Linked DNA regions of Triticum aestivum: regions 2 and 3 are each linked to region 1. Evidence: chromatin contacts called from public Hi-C data. All regions are on one chromosome and are shown on one strand. The core of a region is the stretch at or near the end of the contact, and the rest is flanking DNA. Distances in the headings are between cores, read along the strand shown.

Evidence for each region. Hi-C and Micro-C count contacts between places; a contact is called where the count stands out from the background.
Region 2: a contact with region 1 is called in a Hi-C map of leaf, with 6 times the contacts expected there. The contact joins the promoter of LOC123053560 here to the promoter of LOC123053556 in region 1. A contact is called at or near these places in 4 of 5 Hi-C or Micro-C datasets (leaf and an unstated tissue).
Region 3: a Hi-C map of leaf shows a contact between it and region 1, with 8 times the contacts expected there. The contact joins the promoter of LOC123053558 here to the promoter of LOC123053556 in region 1. A contact is called at or near these places in 2 of 5 Hi-C or Micro-C datasets (both in leaf).

Annotation. Positions count from the first base shown.
Region 1 is chr2D:421,269,655-421,272,213 of IWGSC CS RefSeq v2.1, reverse strand. LOC123053556 reads left to right here and starts at 1,272. Exons shown (of 2, transcript XM_044477023.1): 1 at 1,272-1,863. The coding sequence starts at 1,504.
Region 2 is chr2D:422,007,609-422,010,167 of IWGSC CS RefSeq v2.1, reverse strand. LOC123053560 (anthranilate synthase beta subunit 1, chloroplastic) reads left to right here and starts at 1,277. Exons shown (of 8, transcript XM_044477027.1): 1 at 1,277-1,681; 2 at 1,776-1,951. The coding sequence starts at 1,408.
Region 3 is chr2D:421,893,893-421,896,451 of IWGSC CS RefSeq v2.1, reverse strand. It overlaps LOC123053558 (protein FLOURY 1), which reads right to left and starts at 1,267. Exons shown (of 1, transcript XM_044477025.1): 1 at 1-1,267. The coding sequence starts at 981. The coding sequence ends at 106.

The DNA.
Region 1 (2,559 bases), core at 23-2,522:
CTTGTTGGAGTTCTTCATTACACTGATACTGTGATGGTACTACGGTTGTAGGCTGATGCCGAGCTCATCATCCCTAGGCTAATGATGAGTATTCACGACTGTTAATCCTGTGTGTATATGCTTCAAGGCAGCCAGTGTTCTTAGTTCATTTTCTTTTCTTTTGTTGATCACTGACCGAGCAACAAAACTAGTATAAATAAATAAAAATGAATAGACAGGTTTCCACATTTTGAAATTGAACTGCCTTCATGTTTGCTTTCATGTTGGTTTGTCGACCTTGGTTGGTATTGTAAATTCTGCTTTCATGTTTTGGTGGTTTGTGGACATTGGTTGATATTGTAGGTAGAATTCTAGGGAAGAAAAACAAAACCATTTCTTATTCTTGTTGGAGTTCTTGATAGATACTGTCATAGGCTGACGCGTAGCTTGTTATCCCTAGGTTGATTTGTTAATCCTCTGTTGCGTATAAGCTTGAATCCTTCATCTTTGATTTGTGAAATCCTTGGGAAGTCGGTTTGTTTAACTTGACTTGATATTGGAATTCAAGTTTACTATGGATATTCTGGATATGTTTTGCTCCATGACTATACTCTGGTTGGTAGTGATTGATGCGCTAGTGTAGTAGTGTTGTCTGCCTCTTTGGTGGTTTAAATTCGAGCGCTAATGTATGTGCAGTTGTGCCGTTGTTGTACATTTGCTCTGCGCTATTCGATATCGCTGGGTTGCAGTTCTGTTGCATTCTCATCCTGCCACGATTCGTCTAGCTCGTATTTGGTTAATCTGATTCGATGCGATTAAGCGGAATTTCAGCGGCTAGAACCTCCTGAGCTTGGCTACTCTGCATCCGAGCAAAGCTTGGTAGTGCCGGCCAGGCTAGGGAATCTGGGGAGTGCGGCCATCGTGCCATCCCTCGACCTCCGAGTTGGTAGAGGTGTCTTCGCTGCGTGGCCGGTGGGACTGGGAGAACGCTCAGGCTCAGCCAGCGAGTGTGGGGTTGCCGACCCCGACAGTTGGTCAAACGCCCGCCCTGGGCACAAATCGACGGACAATCGGGACCACGTGCACAAACACACACAATGGAAGTCTAGTTCCATCTTGCTCTTCACTGAAATCTGGACTAGATAAGCTACTGGCTAATCTCACCCTGGATCAGATCGCAACCCTAGTCAGCATGAATTCACACAAACAACCGAACAAAGTGTAGGCCGAGTATTATACCTGGAAACCAAAGCAAAACAAAAGGTTTTGTCTCAAAAGTTGCTCCCACGAATTCCAGGAGCGGCAACAATCGCACTCACTCACCACCCCTTCTCTTCCGGGCAAGGCAAACCCCAAGAAACCCCAACCCAACCGGCCACCACCACCTCCCGTCCCGACCCCGAGACAGACACCTCCCACTCGCGGCCATGCCCCCCTGCCACCGCCGCTGCTGACCTGACCACCCAGCCGTCCGCGCCGCGACCGGTCAACATCTATCTAGCCGGAACATCCATCTCAAGCAACATGGACCCGGCCCAGGAGGAGCTCGAGCGCCGCAGCCGCTACCTCAGCTCGCTCGTCCGCCGCACCAGGCTCGACGACCCGCCCCAACCGGAGCCGGAGCCGGAGCCCAAGGTGGAGCGCAAACCGGCGGCGGAGCCCAGCGGCGGGGAGGGCAAGGCCGCTAAGCCGGAGACCAAGGAAAGGGAGGCGGCGAAGGTCAAAGGGGACGCCGCGAGCGGGGAGGGGAGGAAGGTGGCGGTGCGGGTGCGCGCGGCGGACATGCCGCTGGCGCTGCAGCGGCGCGCGATCTGGATCGCCCGCGAGGTCGTCCTCTCCACGCCGCGCCTCGAGAGCAAGCGCCTCGCGCTCGCGCTCAAGAAGGTACACTAGTACCACCACCCCCTGCTTCCTTCTTCCCTTTCGAATTTGTCTTTCTAGCCGTGCTGGTCCTTCAATCAGATACTAGATCAGCAGTTTTCGTGGAGTCCAAGCTTGTTTATAGAGCATTAATTGCTGCAAACGACCACATAATGGAGCAGGATTGATGTGTAAAACGAACAATCGCATTTAAAGGGCCGGGGAGCAAGATCTAGCCAGAGCTTGATCCTAGCATTATGTTCTTACTAGCTAAAATGGCTGTGCGCTTTGGATAGTTGTGCGTTTGAGAGCGAGTGAGCTGTCATGCTGAACGTAGTTTGACGGAGAAGATGAAATGGGAGGCAGAGCGCTGTTGTTGCCAGATCAGATTGTTCGATGTGTTCATTTATGGGATGTGGTCCACCATATTGCTGAAAACAATACTGATTTGTGAGATACTGAAAGCTCAGAGGGCATCCGAGGAGGATAGTTATACTCTGCTCTGCTGCCACATGTAGTTTACTACTAGTAGTTGCAAGTTGGAACCATGTTATGAGTAGAACGTGTATGCTATCTCTAAGCATGCTGTAGGAACCGAATGGGATGCCGATGCAGAGCTCTTGACTTTGCGCAACATGGGGGTTGCAATCTTGTGGAGCTAACTTGACAAGTTGGTTTTGTAAATCTGCTCTCTGTGTGTGCTCTGTGATGTATGTTGAC
Region 2 (2,559 bases), core at 28-2,527, 740 kb before region 1:
TTCGTTTGATTAGCTTCTGAATTTTTTCAAAACATTGTATCGTTGGATGTGCAGATTTATTAATATAGAGCGGTGCGAAAACTTGTTTCGAAGTAGGTGTTGGTAGACATGTTGGTTCTATTTAAATTTTGACTGTTGGTGTGTGTATAAAAAAAAATCAGTTGGTTGGTTATTGACGCGGTTACTTTGGCCTCTTAAAAAAAAGTGTTCGGGAGCAAGATTCGATTTCTATAGCCCTTTGAATTGGTGATGAAGGATAGCAAACCTACGCTGCATGGGGTGCTGTCTTAGTTGATGTGCTACTTGATATCATTATTTTTTTTACGGGATATTTGATATCATTGTTAGTGAGTTGTTATTACGGTCTTCAAAAGCTTGCACGGTGAGTACGTTTACAGGTTTCCTTTTTGGTCACTGCACGCTCAGTGTACATTTCAAGCTTCGACGAGCAACGTAAAAGTGAAGGAAAACCTGCTAATATAGTTTTTGATGTAGTTGTACATTTTACACGTTGTCTTCTGTTGTCGTCCTTGGTTTATGTTGCTCGCTGATTTTCTTGATAAACGTTAGATGTAAAATGCCCTTTGTCTATGTTTACTAAAATAATAATAATTTGGTAGTACCAGTAACTATACTGATGCGACGGAGACTTTCGATTTATTATTATTTGTCACGAATTCGAGAGATTCCCCGCTAGTGAGTATTTTATTTAGGAAATCGTTGAGCGGGGGGAGGTGGAGAGAATCCCCACATGTAGATCGGCGATTTACTGTTTATTTCGAGACAATCAGTAGAGGAGGGAGAGATGCCTCACTGACCGTAGCTCCGGCGATAATAGACACAGGTAGGTCGCACAGTGCTGCATTTGGATCACGTGTAGTTTTCTCCTAGGCTAAAATTTGCCACACGAGTAACAATGCCTTCCGGCCATGCTTTCGCCTAGCATCTGATGTTCGTTCTGGTTCCTGTATACATGTGAGCCCCACTAGAGATGGATGAAATGTAAGGAACAACTGAGGCCAAGATCTGACCGATCCGTTCTGAAAATTCTGAATTCCAACATTGGACCACATCACCAGCCGCCTCCCCACCTACCCACCCACCCGCTTCGCCCCCGCGGCGGAGCAGGACCGGCGTCCTCCACCCCGGTTGAGGCCCCCGGGGATCGGCAGCGACGTTTCCTAGTGCGAGACCATGTGCTGTGCGTGCGTTCAGTGCTTTTTATTACACACGGAAACGGCAGAAGCAACGCCTTCCTCGTGCCATGGCAGGCGCCGGGCACGAGTGAGATTCTGACCACGTCGCCGGCCGGCGGACGCACGGCGTTAGTAGGGCCCGTAGAGTTTTACGTGCATAACTAAGCACGACTGAATCTCTTTCCATTTCTTACTGCGCGCGCTGAAGAAAATGGATGTCGTCCTAATCCAATCCGAAATCCCTCCCTTCTACTGTATATATAGCTGCAAGCGCGCAGCTCGCTTTCTCCCGTTCCGTTCCGCGTTCCTGACCCCTACCCCGCCACGGACAAAAACCCAGCAAGCCGCGCGCCTCGGAACCCTCCTCGCCGGCATGGCCTGCTCCCACCTCGCCGCCGCCTCTTCACCGGCGGCCGCCTGCACTACGTTGCGCGCTCGGGCGACGTCCCCCGTCGCCGGCTTCGCGCGCCTTCCGGCCACCCTCCGTACGAACCGCTCATGCCCCTGGTTCTATACATGCCTCTGTTGTTTTCTGCCGGATCTGCCGAATCTCAGATCGATTGGCCTTTGCCCTCGCAGATCCTGAGAGCGGTGGGTTGGCCCTCAGGGGCAGGAGGGCGGTCACGCCGGTGGTTGTCGCCGCCGAGACGGCCGCCGCGGCGCCGGTGGCCGACCGTGACGGAACCCCGGCCGCGGTGAAGCAGCCCATCATCGTCATCGACAACTATGATAGCTTTACCTACAACCTGTGCCAGGTATACATGGTTTCACATGCTCCTGGCCTATTTGCATTCCGGCTGCTTCTGGTCGGTCTGTGTATGCCATATCTTTGCCGGCATAGATGAGTCACTTGGTGGGTTGATCCGGACGTTTCAATGTTCATAGAGTTTTTCCTCCCATGTTTTTCCTTTTTTGCCGTGCAAACTGGTTCGAGCGGAAGTCGCATTCTCGGTTGAGTCAGGCCATATTTTCCAGTCAAAAGTAGTTTTTCCATTTAAAAAGGCAGAACAAGTTTCCACTGCCCTCAAGTATACTTTTCGTAGCATGGAATGTTGTTTTAGGGATTCAGAATTATATATGGTCTGGTACAAGAATTTATCTTGCTATTTTAACCTTATGTGATGTTTTATCACAATGTTCTTTTAGAAGTGTTACACAAATGTATTTCTACATTTGAGAAGCAACATGAATCTGCTAAGCATTTTTCTACATTTGAGAATTAACACGAATCTGCTAAACATGCTGTTAATGCCCAGTTGTTCTAATAAATCCTAACAACAGAGGATAACATTTGGCAACCAAAGTCGCAAGAATGTTTTTTAATTAGAAGTACAAAGTTGGATCCTCTGAAATCTATTCTCAA
Region 3 (2,559 bases), core at 18-2,517, 620 kb before region 1:
TATATGGCTGCTGAATGCCATACAAAATGAAGAACCTGAACTGTCAAGAACTTCCCCAGCTTCAGGCCAACGTTTCTACTCCATCAAGCTACCAGGAAGCAGGATCTACAGCCGCTTGTCTCGGTCGTCCTCGCTTGTCTCTGACACGGCTCGCTCGGATGAAAACTCAGGCTCCCCGGATTGCATGCCAAACTTATTGACCATCCACTGAAGAGACTCGATCACCTGCCGGTCGTACATCTGCTTCTGCTGCACCATCTCCCGGAACTGCTTGGCCTCGCGCTCCACCAGCGCCTTCTCGTTCCGCAGGCACGCGATCTTGGCCATGGCCTCGTCAGCTGCAGAGGCCGCCGCGCGCCTCTCCTTCTCCAGCTCCTCTAGCGCGGCCTCCTTCAGCCTCCTCTCCCGCACGAGCCGCCGCCTGAGCCGCTCCACGTTGCCCTCTTCCGCGCCGTTCACCTCGCTCGCGATGTCCTCGCCCTCCGTGTCGGCCTCCTGCTCCAGCTCAGAAGCCAGCGACCGCGAAACAGGCTTGTCGGAGCAGCTGCCAGAGCGGGCGCGCTCCACGGTGTGGGCCGAGCTGCCGTTCTTGAGAACCCGTGCCTTCGTCCCACTCCCACACACGGTGCAGACAACGCCTCTGACGCGCACCGCTTGCACCGTGGCGCCCGCGCTCCCCACGAGCCCCTCCACCTCGTCGCAGCGCTTGCCGAGGCGCCAGACCTTGGCGGCAAGGAAGATCAGGGACATTACGACGAGCACGTGGTGCGCGCGCACGGAGCGGGACAGGGCGGCCCAGTGCGCGGCGGAGGCCCACTCGCGGCCGACCTCGGACTCGGAGGCGTGCAGCATCGCGAAGACCCCGAGCGCGGAGCCGACGATGAAGTAGGCGGCGCCGGCGCCGGGCATGGAGCGGAAAGGGACGCCGGCGAGCGGCTTCAGCAGACCACCGGCACTGGAGATGCGGTTCCAGCCGCCCATGACGACGGGACTGGGGGCAGTCCTGCTCCGATTCAGGCGAATAGAATTCTGATTGGGGAGATGGAATCGCTCGGGGCCAGGGCAAATCTTGGAGATCGATCGGCGTGGGGATTTAGGGGAGATGATGAAGAGTCTGGGGGATGGCCAGGAGCTGGGCAGCCGGGGAAGCGCCGCGGCAGTAGGGTTCTGGTTCAGTCGAGGAAGGGAGATTTCTTCGGATAAGTCGTGGGCGGTATCGCTGCCCTGTGGGTCTCATGATTTGTGTGGGTCCACATTGTCGGTTCGTGGGTTGCGGGACGCGTGGGGGCCGCCGAAAATGAAGGGACATGGGTAGTCGGTACCACTTTGAGGGTTCTTTACTCAAGACGCTGACCATTCGATGACAGGTGGGCTACCAAATACACGGGTCCCACGCGTCCGTGACGTGTTTTTTTAGGGACTGTGACGTGGTTTGGGAGTACTAGGTCCGGGAGTGTTTTAGACGAGTTCGAGATCGGGAGTGTGTTTTGAACGAGCGGATCTGCGGATGGGAGTATTTGGCTATTTATGAAACAAAATCGTGCAATTTTGGGGATCTTTATATGATTATATCTATATATATACTACTCACTTGTCCTATGATATAAGACGTTTTTTGACATTACACTAGTGTTAAAAAATGTCTTTACATTATAAGATGGAAGGAGTAGTAGTTTAAATTTGTGAATCTCAAAATCAAGAATCAATATAGCCCGTTGATGGAGGCCATCGAATGGCCCAAATAGCTGGGACTCATAGCTACTGTGCCCGGTGGCGACGCGAAGGCATTCCATAAAATATCAAATAAAAAATTGTTGATCGGTTGATATACTATTGCAAGTTTGTTGACATGTTGCTATTGCATTGCACAAATGAATACCAATGAATACAAAGGAGGAAATTCTTGGCTCCACCAGTGAATGTGTCAACTACGCTCTTATATTATGGGATGGAGGGAGTATTGTTTTTCAGAATCATCCATGTATTTGAAAGGTTCATATGGTATATGGTTTGCTGTTAGCATCAAATCTTCGCAAGTGGCCATTTTCTTTATTTTTTAGTAAAAGACGGATTCAATAAATACTGAAATAATGGTTGCTTCGTATGTCCAACTTACTGCGAGAAAGATGAGGCTTTGTGATTTGACGACTCATTATTCATTATTACCATGGTGCTACGAGCGGGATGACTCTCCCCTGAAGTTCCTGCACTCTAATTTGATGCATGACACGTGGACCCATATATCGGATGTCCCACATGTCGGTGAAAGGAAGTAGAATTGTTTTCGACGACCGAGAAGAAGCTGTTGGCGTTCTGGGAACCATGGTACCCAGACTTGCCTGCCTGTGGCCCACGGCGTGGCTCCCTCGACGGCCTGGTACGGCCCATCCGCAAGACTACCAAGACAAGACCCTCGCGAGGGCCCCCTGGTCTCACGAGGCGGATGACGCCAAGACCTCTAGAGGGAGCGGCCTCCCAGGCTGCCTCCCGAGGAGCGGAGATTCCTATGCAAGTGCCCAGCCTCATGAGGCTGCGATGACGTGGGCCGTGACGACCAAG